Regions from separate parts of the Sus scrofa genome. Here region 2 is linked to region 1. The links are chromatin contacts, called in public HiChIP or PLAC-seq maps. All regions are on one chromosome and are shown on one strand. Each heading gives the region's core, a stretch centred on a gene start, on an enhancer-like site or on the middle of the called end of the contact. The rest is flanking DNA. Distances are from core to core; before and after follow the strand shown.

Region 1 (5,693 bases), core at 2,509-5,008:
AAACACGTCTCCACCACCTCAATTCCTCCTCCGCTCTCCTGCCTCAACTCACCTAAGCCCGCAGCAACGCCTCTGCACACGGCTTCCAAAACATACTCAAATCTCGCCTTCGTCTGTGCGCTCTCAAGGGTGCCAACAGGGCCCCCAAGGGGCAAAAAGTAGATCGTATGAGGTGAAAAATCTTACTCTTTTGGGGGGGGCAGCACCTGCGGCATGCTAAGGTTCCCAGGTCGGAAGTCAAACGCACCTGATAGCAGTGCCAAAGCTGAATCCCCAACCACTAGGCCACCAGGGACTCCATAAAACCTTACTGTTTTATATACAAAGCACAGATACATACGCGGTGCGTAACACGACATGCAAGACTTGAAATTGTATGAGGGTCCACTCTTAGGTACGACCCCAAAGAACTTAAAACCTGTACTCAAACAAATCCTCACCACAGCACTATTCATAAGAGCCCAAACGTCCGTCACCAAACAGACAAACCATGGCACAAAGGAACGCCATTCTGAGGCCTGCTGCCATGCGGGTGACTTTGAAAATGTCACACTCAGTGAAAGGAGCCAGGAAAAAAGGTCATGTTTTGTAGAATTTCACTGAAATTAAATGTCCAGATGAGCACATCCGTACAAACAGAATGCAGACTGATGGCTGCCAGGGGCAGAGGGGTAGAATAAAGGGATGCGGGGGTGGCAGGGATGGGGAGTGGCGGCTTGATGGGTACCAAATTTTATTATGGGGTGATGGAAACATTTTGGAACTAGATCACAGTGGTGGCTGCACAACATTGTTCACTTTGAAATGACTAATCTTCTGTTACGGGGCGCTCACCTCCATTTAAAAAAACGGACTAGTATCCATGAGGACACGGGTATAATCCTGGCCTTGTTCAGTGGGTTAAGGATCTGGCGTTGTGGTGGCTGTGGGGTCGGTTGGCAGTTGCAGCTCCAATGGGACCCCCAGCCTGGGAACCTCCATAGGCCGCAGGTGCGGCCCTAAAAAGATGCACAGGACAATCAGGAAGAAACTGCCTAAAAGGGCTCCTCAGGGGTGATAATGAGAAAAAGGTTGGGAACCACTGCCCTTCGCCATCACTTTTCACGGAGACCCTGTGAGGGCTCCCACGGGGCGCCATACCACCCTCTCCCGGGGCGCCGCCACCCGGCAGCCGCAGGGCACCTTCAACAGGGAAGGAACACGTCGCTCCTCCATCCAAGACCATGCAGGGTGCCCGCTCCCCCAGAACAAAGCCCAAAGGCACTTCCAACCTTCCTGGCCTCGTTCTGAATCGCCAGCCTAGGAGCCCCTTGGGCTTGGCCCCTCCAAGATCGAACCTGGGCCCACCTCAAGCTTTACACTTGGGATCTCCAAGGACCCCCCGACACACTCCCACCCAGATCACACGGCTGGCAGTCCTCGCTGTTCCGGGGCAGCTCAAACACCACCTCCCGGGAGCCCTCCCCTGCTGGCCCCATGTAAGGTGGCCCCGGGGCCCTTGCGTTTACTGCCTCTTTTTGGCCATGAGAACGGGGGCTCCAGGACAGCAGGCTCCCCGCCGGCCTGTGCGGTGCTCAGGCACCCAAGACGCTGACAGCACGAGCGGGCACGGAGGTGACTGAGGAGTGAGGTCTCCACTTCGCTTTTGGCTACTGTGGTCGCGAAAAGCAATGAAGACGACACTAAGGACAACCAAAGAAAAACCTCTTCATCCAAAGAAGCCACTTGAAACCATCTGCTCGATATGCAGCAGCTACGGAAACCAAGGCGGCTGGGGTGACGGAGCATCCACAGAAGAGAGGAGAAGCAGCGCTGCCCAGAAAAGTACCCGCGGGTCAGACGCATGCCTGACGAGAACCCTGGGCTCGTCGTAAATAAGTAGTAATGCAGGTCAGGAAGATGGACACAGACAGCTGTCCGCGCTCCATCCTCTCCACCTGCGTGGTACACCTGCTTCAAAATAACACCTAGGAGTTCCGGTCGTGGTACAGTGGTTAACGAATCCAACTAGGAACCATGAGGTTGCGGGTTCGATCCCTGGCCTTGCTCGGTGGGTTAAGGATCCGACGTTGCCGTGAGCTGTGGTGTAGGTTGCACATGCAGCTCGGATCCTGCGTTGCTGTGGCGCTGGTGTAGGTCAGCAGCTACAGCTCCAATTCAACCCCCAGCCCGGGAACCTCCATATGCCATGGGAGCGGTCCAAAAAAATGGCAAAAAGACAAAAAAAATAACAATAATAACACCTAGCAAGGGTTCAGAGGGAAAGAGGAACACTCATGGGCACTCGGAAAACTATTTAGGAGAGCAATAGGTGATAATGATATTACCCAAAATTAAAGTGTATAGGGAGCTCGGGTTGTGGCTCAGTGGTAATGAATCCCACTAGTATCCATGAGGTTGAGAGTTCGATCCCTGGCCTGGCTCAGTGGGTTAAGGATCCAGTGTTGCCATGAGCTGTGGTGCAGGTTGCAGATGCAGCTCAGATCTGGCATGGCTGTGGTGCAGCAAAAAGTTCCATATAATCCCATTCCACCACCACCAAAAAACAAACTCTTATTACTGGCACCATCATTGTGATTATATACATGAAAACATCTAAACAGGCGTTCCCTGGGGGCCTAGTGGGTTAAGGATCTGGTGTTGTCACTGCTGTGTGTGGTTCTGGTCACTGCTGTGGCATGGATCTGAGTCCTGGCTCAGGAACTTCCACATGCCGTGGGCATGGCCAAAAAAAAAAATTAATTAAAAATTAAAAAAAAAAATCTAAAAGAACACAGAATTCGTTTGGGGGGGGCGAGGGACTACACTCACGGCACATGGAGATTCCCAGGCTAGGATCGAATCAGAGCTGCAGCCACAGGCCTACACCACAGCCCTACACCACAGCCACAGCAACGTGGGATCGGAGCCGCATCTGTGACCTACACTACAGCTCAAGGCCAACGCCACATCCTTAACCCACTGATAGAGGCCAGTGATCGAACTGCGTCCTCATGGATACTAGTCTTTCATTTCCACTGAGCCACAACAGGAACTCCAGGAACACTCAATTCTTAGCAGTTATCATCTCTTTGAGTTGGAATTATGGCTTATTTATTCTATATTAAAATTTGAAAGGAATTTTTTATTTTCAGGGGAAAGTGATGCTAAATTAAAGGTACATATTGAGGAGCTCCAGGCAGAAAGTTAAGCAATGAGTTTTATCACGGCTGAAATTCAAAAGCATGTATATTAAAGCAGTGGTTCTCAATAAGGACTAGAGGGGTGACCATGTCCCCCACCCAGGACACGTGGCAATAACCAGAGATGTTTTCAGCTGTGATAATTGTGGGCAGGGGGGTGGCTCCCTGCACTGAGTGAATGGAGGCCACCGATGCTGCTGAACACCCTACTGGGCACAGGACAATCTCCCCAACAGAGAATCATCATCCGGCCCAAAACATCACTAGTGCTGAGGTTGGGAAACCCTGTTTTAAATCACTCTAGACACTTTCAAAAGCAAAAAGACATTGGGAAATGCTCGTTCCAATTACGCTTTGAAAGGGATGCCAATCCTATTATAAAGCCATAAATCTTGCCCAAAGGAAGAACTAATTGCCTTTGAAGTCACAAATAATTTAATCAGATTTTAGACTTTGATGTACAATTCACGAGTGTGGGCTCAAACACGTCATCTATTATCTACACGTACAGAATCCCAGCCTGTGCTAAGTGCCCTTCTGACTACATGAAACATGAGTCATAGAATCAAATTGGAAAAAAATGCCCCCTCCCTCCCACACACCCCAGCACTCTGAGCGGGGGAGCGGTGGTGGAGTTAATGATTCATGCTAGTTCCTCTACTTACACAACCGTGGAAGCAACTTATATGTTCAAAGGGCTGGCAGCATCTTGCACAAGTCTTGGTGGCATGCACAGATGAGCTACACAGAATAGCACGGGATTCATTAAAAAAGTTAAATAAAATAAAAACTTAAAAGAAAAAAAGAGTTCCTCTAGTTCCCATCATGGCACAACAGAAATGAATTTGAGGAGTTCCATTGTGGCTCAGTGGTTAACGAATCGACTAGGAACCATGAGGTTGCGGGTTCAATCCCTGGCCTTGCTCAGTGGGTTAAGGATCCGGCGTTGCCGTGAGCTGTGGTGTAGGTTGCAGACGCGGCTCAGATCCCGTGTTGCTGTGGCTGTGGTGTAGACTGGCAGCTACAGCTCTGATTCAACCCCTAGCCTGGCAACTTCCATATGCCGCAGGAGCGGCCCAAGAAATGGCAAAAGACAAAAAAAAAAGAAAGAAAGAAACGAATTCAACTAGGAACTCTGAGGGTGTAGCTTCAATCCTTGGCCTTGCTCAGTGGGTTAAGGATCTGGTATTGCCGTGAGCTGTGGGAAGGTCACAGATGTGGCTGTGGTGTAGGCCGGCAGTTGTAGCTCCAATTTGACCCCTAGCCTGGGAACCTCCATATTCTGCAGGTGTGGCCCTAAAAAGCAAAAGCAAAACAAAAAAAAAAAAAAAAAAAAACCAGTTCCTGCTATAGCACATCCGGCCTTATCTCAGTGGCAGCACTGATTCAATCCCCAGCACAGCGCAGTGGGTTGGGGGTGTGGCAGTGCTGCATCTGTGGTTTAGGTCACAGCTATGGCTTGGATTCAGTCCTTGGCCGGGAACTTCCACATGCCCTGGGTGTGGCCATAAAGAAATAAAACAGAAGAGTGCAGGGTTGCTGGATGGGACAGGACAGGACAGAAATGCTGCTCCCAATGGTTACGTACAAACATAGAAACGTATTCAGGGAGTTCCCGTCAAGGCACAGCAGAAATGAATCTGACTAGTGTCCCTAAGGACGCAGGTTCCATCCCCAGCCTCGCTCAGTGGATTAAGGATCCTTCATTGCCATGAGCTGTGGTGTAGGTCACAGACGAGGATCAGATCCTGAGTTGCTATGGCTGTGGCCTCGGCCGGCAGCTTACAGCTCTGATTTGACCCTAGCCTGGGAACCTCCATATGCCACAGGTGTCCCCCCCCCAAAAAAAGCAAAAGACAGAGACAAAAAGGAAAACAAAAAATGTATTCAGAACATAAGGTTAAGTTAAAAAAGAAAACCCTGGAGTTCTCTTGTGCTGGCATTGTCACTGCATCATTTAGAGTCACTGCTATGCCTCAGGTTCAATTTCTAGCCTGAGAATTTCCATCACAGCAGGTGCAGCCAAAAAATTTTTTAAAAAGTAAAAAGAAAACCCTTAACCGTCTACGCCAAACAGGTGACCAATGAACCAAGTGGTTGACAGATGCAGGGGATGCAGTCAATAGTTATTTTTTTTTAATTTGAGCCAATGTGTAAAACAACAAGAAATCTGGCAACCCTGAGCCCACACTTCCACTCGGCTGGAACCAGCAGGAAGAAACGGCCCCTAGTGTATAGGTAAAAGGTCACGAGGAGGAGTGGATTTCTGCTTTAGTTCACCCCAATCCTATCCCTTCCAAACCTCGCTCAGTTCTGGAACCGCCTGATCCCCTTTTAACTTGGCAGCATGATGTATAAGCCAACCCAGAAAAAGTCCAGGAAACAACATCTAAGGGTGGACTGTGGGAGGTGGGAAAATATGGGACTTCAGTTTTTATAACAACTGTTTTACAACAAATATGTACTGATTTCACAGGAGGAAAAAAAGAGTACATGAAAATGTTTTCCCTT
Region 2 (5,522 bases), core at 2,087-4,586, 350 kb after region 1:
CAATACACTGTAGATATTTGGCCCAGAAGATATTTGAATGTGAAACCCTGTGCAAGGTAAGCACTAGGACGTAGCCATTAGAAGATAGGGGATGGTTTCTGTTCTTGTGGAACTTCAGACAACTTGATTTTGCTTTTGGAATTCTGAAACATCGTTGTTCACATATATTGACGTTATTTTTCACCTTCTTCAGAGCATTTGATTTCTCTTGGTCTTTTGCATGTACTTCACCATTTATTTATATGTTTGATATTTAGGGACAAGCTTTGGAGCCCAAACAGGATGCTTTCCAAGGCCAAGAAGCGGCAGTAATGATGGAGCAGAAGGCAGCATTGTATGGGCAGACATATCCAGCACAGGGGCCTCCAATGCAAGGAGGCTTTAATCTTCAGGGACAATCACCATCATTTAACTCTATGATGAATCAGATGAACCAGCAAGGCAGTTTTCCTCTCCAAGGAATGCACCCCAGAGCCAACATCATGAGACCCAGGACAAACACCCCCAAGCAGCTCAGAATGCAGCTTCAGCAAAGGCTGCAGGGCCAGCAGGTAACCAGTCACACGCTCTTGCTTTGGCCCAGAGCCGCTTTCCCTTTGGCCTCTTGCTCTTTAATTTGTTTTCAGACTGTGTTCCTCAGAGCTCTTGCCACTCCACTCGCTCCTCAACTAAAGAAATTATTTTTGTTTTTAATTCTGTGTAACCTTTTTCCCTTTTTTTTTTTCTGCTATGGATGGTTCCTTGCTTGGGAGTGGTTGTATTAGAATTGGATACCTTTCTCTAAGAATGTTTTTTTTTGGGGGGAAGCTACCATACAGCATATGGAGCTCCTGGGCCAGGGATCAGATCTGAGCTGCAGTTGTCGATACCTTAAACTGCTGTGCCAGGCTGGGGGTCGAACCTGCAACCCAGTGCTCCAGAGACACTGCTGATCCTGTTACACCACCGTGGGAACTCCTCTCTAAGACTATTTTAATTTTAAAATGCCAGAGAAGGATGTTCTCTGTGGTGCATCGGTTTAAGGATCCAGCATTATTGCTGCTGTGGCTTGGGTCCTTGCTGTGGTGCAGATTTGATCCCTGGCCTGGGGAAAACATGTCAGAGAGGATTGCTCTTGGGGGAGAAGAGTGTTTCTTGATGGCTTCATGGTCTTAGAGGTAGATAATGTCTGTTTTTTTAAAAAGTCCTTAATATTAGCCAGCTATTTAAACCTTACTGATTTGAGCACGCTTTCTTTAAGGAACCTCTGCTGCCTACATGTGTGATAAAACTTGAGCTCTCTTAATAATTTTTCCCATTGTTCTGTTGGCCCATAACAAATTTTAAAAATGTATTTATTTATATTGTTTGTATTGTGAGTGCGCTACATTCTTGAACTTGAGAGAGCTAGACCATATAAGCAGATGAGTGAATTTAGCATCCAGAGAGCTAGAGACTCTTCTAGTGTATGATATTCCTAAAAGCAGTTTAGGTACTCAGGAAAGATGTGTTCATGCGTTCATGGTATCATTTTGCTTTTTGCCATTTCTTCCCACTGCCGATTACCTAGGAAGAGGTAACAAAAAGTAGTTTTTCCAGTGTTACTTTGACCAAATTAAAGTTATTTCCCCAGTGGCCTAAATAATCCCAGAGAAAATCTGACTTTATGAATGCTTTGAGCTTCTGTTGAAGATACTCTTTCGGCTACGAAATTGCACTTTCCCTCTTCCTCCTAATGCGGAACATTAAAGCTTCACATACTAGCCAGGGGCTTCTCCGCACAAACGTCTTTGAAATGTGAAAGGGCACTGCTTCAGCTTAGATGGGACTTAACCAGGTTAATGGGTTTAGCGAGATACCGTGACCTCGCTGGCTGCTGCCGAGGACGTGCACAGGCTATTTGGGGCTCATTCCACTTGCATTCTAACCAGCTTGTCTCTCCCCAGTTTTTGAATCAGAACCGCCAAGCACTTGAGATGAAAATGGAAAGCCCCAGTGCTGGTGGGGCTGCGGTGATGAGGCCCATGATGCAGCCGCAGGTCAGCTCCCAGGTGAGAAAAGTCTGTCCGTGTTCATGGCTGGATGCCCTGCGCAGGGCTTGCCCACGATGGACAAATAGAGTACATGATTCCAAGTTTCCTCTGTAAGAAACCATCCTGTGGTCCCATCATTTTTCCTTTTCCTTCTTCTCTCCTGCTGGTGGCTAGAAAGAATCAGAGGAAGAGAGGTTCTTTTATTAAAAACTGGTTTGTGGTTTTAAAATTAATTTCCTTAGTGATCAATTGTTGTGGAAACAGCTACCACTTACTTTTTAGGAATTTAAAATAATAAATCTGTAAACTTTTCTCTGTCCCTGGATTGTGAAATCACATGCTGCTTATTGGTTAGACTTTAAAATTATAAGAAGTGTTAAGAAGAAAAGAAATAATTCATAATCCTGCTCTCAGTGACAAACCCCGAGATGACTGGTTTTCCATAGTGAGAGGGATGCTCTTAAATTTCTGTCCCTCTGGCCCAAGGTGGAGACCGAGTTAGGTGTTTCCTTCATCCGCACAGGGCAGATGACTTCCTGGAAACTCCTGGCTGTGGTTTGAAATATTGTTAGACAACAGCATCAGCAACAACTGTGAAATGCTGGGTTTTCACTGTCCTAGGCCTCCTTGGAAGTCTGATACCTTATGTTTTCTTGATAATCAGACATTCTGTATAAACTTGAGCTAAGATGCTTTCCAAAAAGATGATAAATGTTGGCTTTTTGGAGGTGATCTTTTGCGGCTGGCAGAGCCTAACGTTGATCATGTCACCTCCTTACCATCACCTCTGCTCTCAGGTTTAGAGACTACCAGCCCTTTTTGGGTGGATTCCTGCTTATCTGACTGTAATCCCTTGTTGTTTCTTCCCTAAACATACTCTCATTCCTGCCTTTTTTCTTCTTGTAGTTTTATTTCATAATTTCTGAAGTCAGTCCTCAGATTCTACTCCTAAATGTTCTCTCACTTTGAGGAATGTTTTCTATCAAGGTTAAAGCCTGACTTCTCATCTCCTTTCATCTTCTAGACCCCAGAAATGTCCAGGTCCCTGTTCTGCTCCCCCAACATGCACACCACACCCAGCCAGAAAGCCTTCACCACAATGAGAATTGTGTATTTCCTCTTTTGTAACTCTAAAGAAGGGCCTTGGGTGTTATTTTCTGTCTGATAGCTCATGTGTTGTGGGGTCCTGTATGTATGAGATTGGCCGGTTTGTGATTTACATGTGTAATCATGTTCTTTCTGGGTATCAGCAGGGTTTCCTTAACGCCCAGATGGTTGCCCAGCGCAGCAGAGAGTTGCTGAGTCATCACTTCCGGCAGCAGAGGGTGGCGATGATGATGCAACAGCAGCAGCAGCAGCAGCAGCAGACGCAGGCCTTCAGTCCACCCCCTAACGTGACTGCCTCCCCCAGCATGGACGGGGTCTTGGCCGGGCCTTCAATGCCCCAAGCTCCGCCCCAGCAGTTTCCGTATCCTCCAAATTACGGTAAACTTGACAGTGACAATGGCTTCCCCAAAGTAAGATTAGATTCACCAAATCTGTTGTATATTAAAAACAAATACTGTAGGAGTTCTCATTGTGGCACAGCAGAAACGAATCCGACTAGTATTGGTGAGGATTCGGGTTCGATCCCTGGCCTCGCTCGGTGGGTTGGGGATCTGGTGTTGCCGTGAGCTGTGGTGTAGGTCACAGATGCAGCTCGGATACCCTTTTGCTGTGGCGTAGGCCGGCAGCTGTAGCTCTAGGATTCGACCTCTAGCCTGGGAACCTCCATATGCCATGAGTGCAGCCCTCAAAAGAAATAAAATACTGTTTACTCTCTCTTGTTACTGCACAAGAGAAGCAAAATTAATTAAAAACATCAAACAAAAATGTGTACTGGAGAGCACAGGTGATTGTAATCAAGGCAGATGATCTGTCGTAGTTGAGGTTTTTTTCCCCCCAGGTCTTATTTTTTCAGTTCCCCACATCTTAATTTGGAAGACAGATTCAGCAGGTCTGTCCATCCCCCTCCTGCCGCCCAGTGTGTCCAGTCTAGTAGACTCCGGTAGAGTGAAGAGTAGCGTGATCTGGTGTACCTTTTATTCAGAAAACTCACCGAAGTAACTGCCCTTGGAGGCGGCATCCAGACAGTGTGCTTCTCCATAGTGAGTCTGTTGCTCTAGTTGTCACCTTGGTGAGAAGCTAGAATTACAGCCAGGCAGCATCATTTTAGCACCTTTTTAGCACCACCTTCCATCTTTAAAAAAAAAACCCTAAAGTTACCTTAGAAAGCCGATATTCCAAGGAGGTAGCATTCGAGCATTATGACTTCTTTTTCTTCTTTCTTTTTTCAAGGGATGGGACAACAACCAGATCCAGCCTTTGGTCGAGTGTCTAGCCCTTCCAATGCGATGATGTCATCAAGAATGGGTCCCTCCCAGAACCCCATGATGCAGCACCCTCAGACCGCACCCATGTACCAGTCCTCGGACATGAAGGGCTGGCCGTCAGGAACCCTGGCCAGGAACAGGTGAAGAGCAGGGACCCTAAAAGTCATTCACATACTCGTGCCGAAAGTTCAGGGAGTTCTTGCATTTTTCAGCTAAGCCTGTTAGGGTGGAGAGAGCAGGTGTTATCTGGCTCCCCCGTTTTGAGAAGGCTTCCGACTGCTGCACACATCCGCAGGGACACCGGTCCTCATGGCTGTGACTGATGGAAGGCAGGCTGTCAGTCTGCTCACCTGTGGTGGTCTCTGCTCCAGTACAGCAGCACTGACAAGGTTGTGGCCATCTCTGCATGTGTGTTCTGTGTTATGACAGTGGCCCAGGAGCTAATCTCCCTCTTTCTTTACAGCTCCTTTCCACAGCAGCAGTTTGCCCCCCAGGGGAACCCTGCAGCGTACAGTATGGTGCACATGAATGGCAGCAGTGGTCCCATGGGCAGATGAACATGAACTCCGTGCCCATGACCGGCATGCCCATGGGTCCTGATCAGGTATGAGGAGGGGCGGGGGTGTCTGTTCTTTCCCTTCCTAAAACCTTTTCCTGTTTTCTGAGAAAACCGAAGCCTCCCCTGTGATCTTAAAGTCCTCGATGGATTTTTAATTTGGATATATAACTTGAAAAATATATAATCGGAGTTCTCGTCATGGCTCAGTGGTTGACGAATCCAACTAGGAACCATGAGGTTGCGGGTTAGATCCCTGCCCTTGCTCAGTGGGTTAAGGATCTGGTGTTGCCATGAGCTGTGGTGTAGGTTGCAGATGTGGCTTGGATCCCTCGTTGTATGGCTCTGGTGTAGGCCGGTGGCTACATCTCCGATTCGACCCCTAGCCTGGGAACCTCCATATGCTGCGGGAGCAGCCCTAGAAAAGGCAAAAAGGAAAAAAAAAAAAGAAAAAAAAAAAGAAATATAATCATTAAAAAATCGTTTGGGAGTTCCTGTCATGGCTCAGAGGTTAATGAATCTGACCAGTGTCCATGAGGACGCAGGTTCAATCCCTGGCCTTGCTCAGTGGGTTAAGGATCT

What was found. HiChIP or PLAC-seq counts read pairs in DNA pulled down with a chosen protein or histone mark.
Region 2: an H3K27ac HiChIP or PLAC-seq map of alveolar macrophages shows a contact between it and region 1. The contact joins two enhancer-like sites. A contact is called at or near these places in 1 of 47 Hi-C or Micro-C datasets (skeletal muscle) and 1 of 2 datasets of contacts at active chromatin or transcription factors (alveolar macrophages).

The regions. Positions count from the first base shown.
Region 1 is chr17:49,302,358-49,308,050 of Sscrofa11.1, forward strand. The region is part of intron 13 of ZMYND8 (protein kinase C-binding protein 1); the gene reads right to left. Among named protein-coding and RNA genes, the nearest start is that of ZMYND8, 85 kb to the right of the region's middle. Within about 2 kb of position 3,759, at least 21 of the 83 cell types and tissues checked have an H3K27ac peak or open chromatin away from gene starts, as enhancers often do. A contact at or near this core is called in alveolar macrophages, where this site is marked.
Region 2 is chr17:49,653,910-49,659,431 of Sscrofa11.1, forward strand. It overlaps NCOA3 (nuclear receptor coactivator 3), which reads left to right. Exons shown (of 25, transcript NM_001114276.1): 19 at 258-551; 20 at 1,926-2,030; 21 at 3,266-3,497; 22 at 4,350-4,524; 23 at 4,848-4,932; 24 at 4,935-4,988. Among named protein-coding and RNA genes, the nearest start is that of NCOA3, 130 kb to the left of the region's middle. Within about 2 kb of position 3,337, at least 2 of the 83 cell types and tissues checked have an H3K27ac peak or open chromatin away from gene starts, as enhancers often do. A contact at or near this core is called in alveolar macrophages, where this site is marked.